Linked DNA regions of Mus musculus: region 2 is linked to region 1. The links are chromatin contacts, called in public HiChIP or PLAC-seq maps. All regions are on one chromosome and are shown on one strand. The core of a region is the stretch at or near the end of the contact, and the rest is flanking DNA. Distances in the headings are between cores, read along the strand shown.

Region 1 (3,813 bases), core at 498-2,997:
CCTAGGGTGTCCTTTTGAAGTAACCTTATGAAGTCTAGCCAACCGATTGAAGTATGAATAATTCTTCCACGGATTGTATTTCAAGCAATAAAGTGAAGGATTGCCCGGGTAAGGTTCTTAAGAGTAGTACCCATCTGACAAAGCAGTCCTTTATCAATAGGAACTGAGATCTTTTGAACAGCACTTGTGAGTGAGTTGGTGTTTGGCGTGGTAAACTGTTTTCTTTATACTGGGGAGGCTTCCTGGCACACTCGCGGGTGGGCAAACGGCTTAGCCAGTGGGCCTCCCGAAGAGTGACGAAGCCCCCTTCAGGATCTCGCCTCCCCCCGGGGAAGCGGGGGGACCACACAGAATTAGATAATCAGCTTCCAAACTGACCTTCCCTGGGCCAACGTACTTGCCATAGAGAGGTCTGTGGAACCTTGGGAGATAAGAGTCAAGGTTTAAAAGACTCTCTGAACTCCGGGCTCTACTTTCCATCCCTAACTGCTGTAGGGAAAAACAAAACACAAAAACAAAAACTGAAAAAAAAAAAAAAAACTAGACTCGGGCTACTCCCCCTTTCACCTTGCCTCAAACAACCGTTAAACCTTAGTCCTGTGACGCGCTGCCCCACATCACCGGCTCGCTGCCTTTGCCACCTGCCCTTCAAAAAGAGTCTACACCTGATTAAAGTTTTTAAGTGGCCACAGGCTAAGCGAGTAAAGGAAGATGGGCTGCGACCCGTCCCTCCCTCCTTTTGCTTTCCCCTCTCCGACTCAGGGGGAAGCACACAACCAACTATTCATTCTTTCTCAACAAAGGGAAGGCGAGGGGAGGGAGATGTTGTCAACAGTTACTGGGCAGGCTCCTTCACTTTCTTTGCAAACTTCCCAAGAGATTAGTGGAGGAAAGCCTCGGGCTTCCAGCAGAGGCGTCTGGGCCAGCTCGTCTACCCAGCTTAGAGCGGCCTTGGGCAAAACCGAACTGGACTAGCAGGAGGGTTCGGAGGGGTCCAGAAACCAGCACCCGGGAAGATTCCGCCCCGGAGCCCAAGAGTAGATGGGGATGCTCGAGGCACATCACCACGCTCCACTCCCGAGAGTCCCGGGATCCGAGGACCCCCGAGGGCACAAGTCTCACCCTCCCTCCCCCGCCACACACACTTTGGTCACCCCCACTCCCACTCCCATGTCTAGTTTGCGGGGGCTCGGGGGTACAAACAGACGGGGGTTGCGCTCTTCCCCATGCCTAACTTTACTCTAAAGAACTTCTCAGTCCTGTTTCAGTCCGACCGAGGGAGCTCAGGAGGCTGAACAGGAACGCACGGGACACACTCACCTCCCCGCGCCGCGTTCGGAGTCCGGGATTGCGGTTCAGCGCCGGGCTGCTCTCACCTCACCGCAGCTGCTCTCGGAGCTCGGGCGGCTCATGGTCCGCGGGCGTCCGCCAAGAGGCTGGTGCGGCTGGCGGGTGTGCACGGCTGTCCCGCTCCGGCTGCTGCCTGGCCGGGCGGCTGCAGGCTCAGCTCTGAGCCGGCAGCGCGCTCTCTGGCCCTCAACTGGTGATTTGCGGCTTCGCGGCCCCACCCCGCCCAGCCGATTCGCCGGGCTGAGCCGAACCCCGGCGACTTTTACATTCGGTGACCTCGTCTGGCTCTCCTCCGCCCGGATTTGAGAGTTTTGACTCCCCCTTATCTTCCCCCGAGAAGCTAGACTTCAAGTGTAGCTCAACCTCTTCCTTACTGAACCTCACTCAACCGGACAGCCTCGCCTAATCCACTCCTCCCCCTTCCCGGCGTTATTTAATTACGCAGCAGATCCGCCCGCTCTGCAGACACCTGGCTGGCTTTCAATTTAAAAGGCTTTCATGGGACAAAGACCAAGGTAACCACAGCGAGCGAGCCGGGAACAGGCAAATCAATCACTCTCACACGTGCACGCAGAACTAGATGGCTTCGTGAACCTACATATGCTGTTTATCAAAACCTAGTTATAAAGTCATCTCTGCACTATCTGGTGGCTTGGTTTATGCCAAAGATTGCTGTGGTAACGGTGGGAGTACAGCACACAGTTCAATATATGATACCAGGTCATAGAATCATGATGCCCACCCCACCCCACACCCCAAATCAAATCCTGAGGACTTCAGATCTACATATAAAAGGTAAAACGGTAACACTAAAGAAATTATCAAACAGAAACCAAAAGCAAAACCAAACAACAAACAATAAAAAAAAAGGGCTGTAAAGATTCCTTAATTAAATACACGAAGCACTAACGCCAAAGGAAACCCGCTTGTTAACGTAATTGTCATTAAGAGCTCCTCTACGCAATTCATGCAGCCGATAAAGGAAATGTATAGAAACTATGTAAGGAACACCTTCGGATCAGATGGATAAGACAGAAGGCTCCACAGGGAACAGCCCAGGTATTTTTATTTACACAGTGTCCTGCTTTGCTTCTCTGTTGCTGAGATGAACGCTATGATCGAGAGCAGCTTCAGAAGTGTTTGTTTGTTACAAGGCATCATTGGGCGAAGCCAAGGCAGGAACTCAAGCAGAGGCAGTGAAGGGACAGAGCTCACTGGCTTGCTCTCCAAGGTTTCCTCAGCTTCTTTATGCAATCCGGGCCCACCTGCCCAGGGCTGGCACCACCCACAGTGGGTCGAGCCTTCCCACATCAAACGTTAATCAAGAAAATACCTCTCCCACATGCCCACATGCCCACAGGCCAATCCGATGGAGGTGATAGGTTCCCTCTTCCCAGGGGACTCTAGGTCAGTGGCTTTTTTTTTTTTTTTTTTTTTTGGTTTTTCAAGACAGGGTTTCTCTTGTAGCCCTGGCTGTCCTGGAGCTCACTTTGTAGACCAGGCTGTTCTTGAACTCAGAAATCCTCCTGCCTCTGCCTCCCGAGTGCTGGGATTAAAGGCATGTGCCACCATGCCCCCGGCAGGTAAGTGGGTTACAACCCCCTTGGGGGGTGGGGGTGAGGGGGCCTAAAGACTCTTTCACAGAGGTCACATATCAGATATCCTATATATACAGATATGATGTAAATACCAGGTATTTGCATCATGATTCATAACAGCAGCAACATTACAGTTATGAAGTAGCAACAAAAACAATTTTATGGCTGGGGGGAGGGGGTCACCACAGCCACTGTGTTAAAGCGGGAGAACCAGCCACTGTTCTAGAGTGTTCAGACTGACAAAATTAACCACCACAGACAGGCAACTGGATGGGCCAAGGAAAGCAAACAGGATATGTCTTTAAACGAATCAAAAGACTCTGCAGCTACAGAATGGCCAAAGTAAAAACATCCACAGACAGCTTTAACAACAAAGTATTAAAAAAACAAAAAGAAAAACAAAGACAAAAACAAAACAGTAAATTTGAGGAACTTTGTGTTTTTGAAAAAAAGAAAGAAAGACAGAAAGAAAAAGGAAAGTCTATCCGTTGATGCAGCACCATCGATGAACCATTATATTTGCATCTTGGGCATCCTGGGAAGAGCAGAGAAAGAGGCAGGGGAAGGAAATGTCCTGGATCTGAACTAAGAAAGGAACACCCTGACCCTTGGAGCCCAGAGAACTCCAACAGAATAAATACAACTACAAACTTTAAAAGCAGAGCCCTGACCTGTGCTCGGGTGCGTATTACCTTCACAATAACCCCGCTTAACCCTTCACCGATGTCACTGGTGAAAGGGCCACTGGTTTAGTTTTGCTTTGAAGTCGCCTTTAAAAGGTGACCTGGTTCCAGAACATTAAGTTTGTTCCAGTGGATTGTGAGTCCGAGCCGGCAGAAGACGTTATCGCACAATATTCAAAAGC
Region 2 (3,813 bases), core at 822-3,321, 110 kb before region 1:
CAGCATAAATCAGGCTGGTGACATACCTGTGATCCTGGCACTTGGGAGGTGGAGCAGGAGGATCAAGAAGTTCAAGGTCTCCCTCGGCTATACATCAAATTGAAGATCAGCTTTTAATCTATGAGACCCTGCCTCATAATCAGTATCACAGTTACTAAAAACAGTGGAGTTTTGTTTGGAAGTCATCCTTACAGGCTGCCTCTCTGAGCAAATCAGTTACTTTTCCTAAGTGGTCCATCACACACTACACTTACCCACTGTGTGCTGAGATGCCTCTCTCTAAGCACCGTGGGAATCACCACTTACTTAATGCAGCACACACCACACCACACCACACCACACACTGGGATGAATGTATCACTCTGAAGAAGCTGCTTGCTTTTACTACAAAGCTTAAAGTTCAGTTTACACAGCACTTTCTAGTACGTGTGGACACTTGGAGCAAGAACACAATGAACTCTAGATAAAAACGCCTTCCCAGGTACTAATGGTGGACATTCTTCTTGATCCTGCCTTTTATTTATTCTGTCCCAGAGTAGAAAACAGGAGATACAGGACCCTGAGATCATCTGGAATTTCAGGACATAGTCTGGGGATGAATTGGAATAGTGAGAATGTCCTAGACATAGGAGAATTCCAGGTTGGAGAAGACAGCTCAGTCAGTGTTTGCTTTGTGAGCACAGAGGCCTGACTTCAATCTCCAGAATACACATTAAAGGGCTGCACGTACACAGTTGACAACTGGGACATCAAAACAAAAAAGCTGCTGACAGAGGATTAATACCTAGAAGAACTCAAAAAACAGCCAAGACAAATGGCCCAACTTTAAAAATGTGCTATTGAGTTCTCAAAAGAGACAAAAATAGCTAAGAAACACCTTTAAAGGTATTCACCATCCTTAGCAGTTAGGAAAATGCAAATTAAAACTACTTTAAGATTTCATCTTACCCCATTACCCTAGTCAGAGTGGCTAAGATCAAGAAAACAGATGCTGGCAAGGATGTGGGAAAGGGGAACCACCTTCACTGTTGGTGGAACTGTAAACTGGAGCAGCCACTTTAAGATTAGTGTGATTAATGCTCACACAGCATATGACCCACCTATGCCACTCCTTGGCATACGCCCCAAGGACTTGACATGGTACTACACAGATACATGTGCCGTCATGTTCAGTGTGCTCTGCACAGTAGCTAGGAAGTGGGAATAGACCTAAGTGTCCTTGGGCTGATGGATGCATAAGGAAAATGTGGTACATCTACACCATGGAATACTATTCAGCTGTGAAGAAAGTGAGAAAATGAATTTTGTAGGAAGCTGGATAGAACTAGAAGATACTTTTCTGAGGAGGGTAAACCAGATCCAGAAAGAATGCCTCCTGACAAGGGACCATGGTGGGTCATGTGGGGAGCTCTAGAGAGGAACAAAAGGACACAGGGGCTATGAAGGGGGATGCTTTGCCCCCTCTCCCTCCACTGCTACCAGCTTTAAAACAAACAAACAAACAAAAAAAAAACCAAAACCAACCCCCCCACACACACACACCAAGGATGACTGAAAAAACTATAAACATATTTGTATTTACTTATATTAGAGTGTGTGTGTATGTATATGTGTATACACACACACACACATATTTAATTTAAATCAAGTTGTGCCACTTGGGGTGATAATATTCCCCTCCCAAGAGCCATAGTCATAATCAATCTAAGAGAAACGTCAATGCCAGGCAGAGGAACCCTCTCTTGCAATCTTGGTCAAAGGGGTTCAAGAGACTCCCAGATCTTGAAGGTAAGACCCCGTTGCTGGATGAATGGAGCTGGAATTGACCTAGAAGCCTCCTCTATGAGGACTTGCTCTCCTAGCATCGGTAGATGCTCTACAGGGTAGCAAGTCCTGCTCAGCTTTAAAGCCTGTGAGCCACAACTATGACTATCATAGCAAGGTATTTCTCATGGTGCCGGAGTGGCACTTCTATCTTGGGGGTAACCAACAGCCATCTACTTGGATCAAAGGCACACTCATAGGAGGGAATTTGTGCCTAGTACTGTAAACCTAGTCAAATACCTGTGGTTGATGAGGTCACGGGAGAGCCTTCTACCACCACTCTTCTACAGCTGTAACTCCTGACTGCACTCTAAGGATCTACCCTTACACCCACAGATAGCTGCAGCTCTTGCCACTTACCAAAGCAGCCGCTTTTTGCGGCAGATAATGACCATCAACGAAAGTCCCCGATGGTCAGAATGCAGAGAACAGTTTATTGTGGGCTCCTGTCTCCCACCAGCTGGTACATCTACAATCCAATCTCTACACCTAAGGCTCAGGGTACATCAAGGAAGAAAGTGGGTGTGGAGAGACGAGAGCCAGAGGACCAAGATACATGCTCTGAGGTACTGCGTATGATAGAAAGTTGAACCCATGAAATCTCAGAAATATGGTCACCTAAACAAGACCCGTACAGTGGCAACACCGGCTGACATTCCAGAGAGGACGGAGCAAGTCTTATAAGGCCCCACCCCTAGATGAAGTGCTATAGAAATTAATGGCTGCTAAGAGAAGAGTCCGTCTCCTCTAGAGACCCAATCCTGGTTGGTCATCCCTTGACATACACACATATGAACAACACTAAATTGACTCAGTAGGTCATATTTGCAGATACATGTTTATGTGTATATATATGTAACAATAATTAAAGTGATCTACATAGGGAGACACAGGAGGTGAAAGTAAGTGTGTATGGTAGAAATTACATAAATACAGTACTCATGTACGACATTCTCAATAACTGATTTTTTTAAGCTGGTCTTGGTTGCCTGAGAGGTGGCTCGCAGTTGTGGGACCTGAGTTTGGCTGCTAGGACCTATGTCAGGTGGCTACAGCTGCCTACAGCTAGCTCAACAGTGTGATCCCTCTGGCCTCCCTTTCGCTCATGTTGTATACACGCCTACATAAAAACATACACACACACACACATATATGTATGTATGTTATGTATATATTTAAATTTTCTATTTCTCAAGACAAGAGTTTTTCTTGGCTGCCTTGAAATTCACTCTGTAGACTAGGCTGTCCTCAAACTCACAGAGATCCAACTGCTTCTGCCTCCCAAGTACTGAGATTAAAGGTGTGTGCCATCACTGCTCAGCTTGAAAAATACAGTATTTTTAAAGCGAGGCATAGATGGTTGTACCTCTAATCCCCACACTGGATGGACAGACAGGTAGAAGGGTCCCTGGGACTTGTTGGCCAGCCAGCCTAGCCTCCAAGGTAAGTTCCAGTGAGAGATGCTGACTCAAAGGGATGTATGGTGCCTGAAGAAAGAGATCTGAAGTTGACCTCTAGCTGCACACACTCGTGCACGCACGCCACAGTGAAACCCATTTCTTTGTATGCTCTTACACATTATCAAATGAGCAATGGCGTAGGAAATGTAGTGTCTACATCTTAATCCTTTCTGGTGGTCATTTTTCTGACCGAGGGCATCCATCCCCTTTCTTTTCTTCTTCCTAATCCCTGTGCAGAGAAGATTGCAGGAACAAGTCCCTACCTGCCAGGATCCTCTCAGCATTCATCCTGTAGCTCTCAGAAGCCTCAGCCATGAACCTGGCTGTTGCCAAGTGATTCAGCAGAATTTCACAGCTCTCGTCATTGTTTTCCCACATGTCGGTCCCTTCAAAAGTGACAGCCTGGCGTTCCATTAAGGTCACCAGTGGCATCAGCAGAGGGACTGACACATTGCTTGCTGGGACATATGTAGACTCTGAGGAATGAGGAAGAAAGTTCCAGATCATGTTTTGTTGGCAGTCAGTCACA

Evidence for each region. HiChIP or PLAC-seq counts read pairs in DNA pulled down with a chosen protein or histone mark.
Region 2: an HNF4G HiChIP or PLAC-seq map of pancreatic cancer cells shows a contact between it and region 1. The contact joins the enhancer-like site here to the promoter of Bcar3 in region 1. A contact is called at or near these places in 3 of 484 Hi-C or Micro-C datasets (all in liver), 2 of 115 datasets of contacts at active chromatin or transcription factors (microglia and pancreatic cancer cells) and 3 of 9 other capture datasets (adipose tissue, liver and pancreatic islet).

Annotation. Positions count from the first base shown.
Region 1 is chr3:122,417,691-122,421,503 of GRCm38.p6, reverse strand. It overlaps Bcar3 (breast cancer anti-estrogen resistance 3), which reads right to left and starts at 1,747. Exons shown (of 12, transcript NM_013867.3): 1 at 1,321-1,747.
Region 2 is chr3:122,525,234-122,529,046 of GRCm38.p6, reverse strand. Bcar3 (breast cancer anti-estrogen resistance 3) reads right to left here. Exons shown (of 12, transcript NM_013867.3): 11 at 3,548-3,760. Among named protein-coding and RNA genes, the nearest start is that of Mir7657, 15 kb to the left of the region's middle. Within about 2 kb of position 2,071, at least 11 of the 459 cell types and tissues checked have an H3K27ac peak or open chromatin away from gene starts, as enhancers often do. A contact at or near this core is called in pancreatic cancer cells, where this site is marked.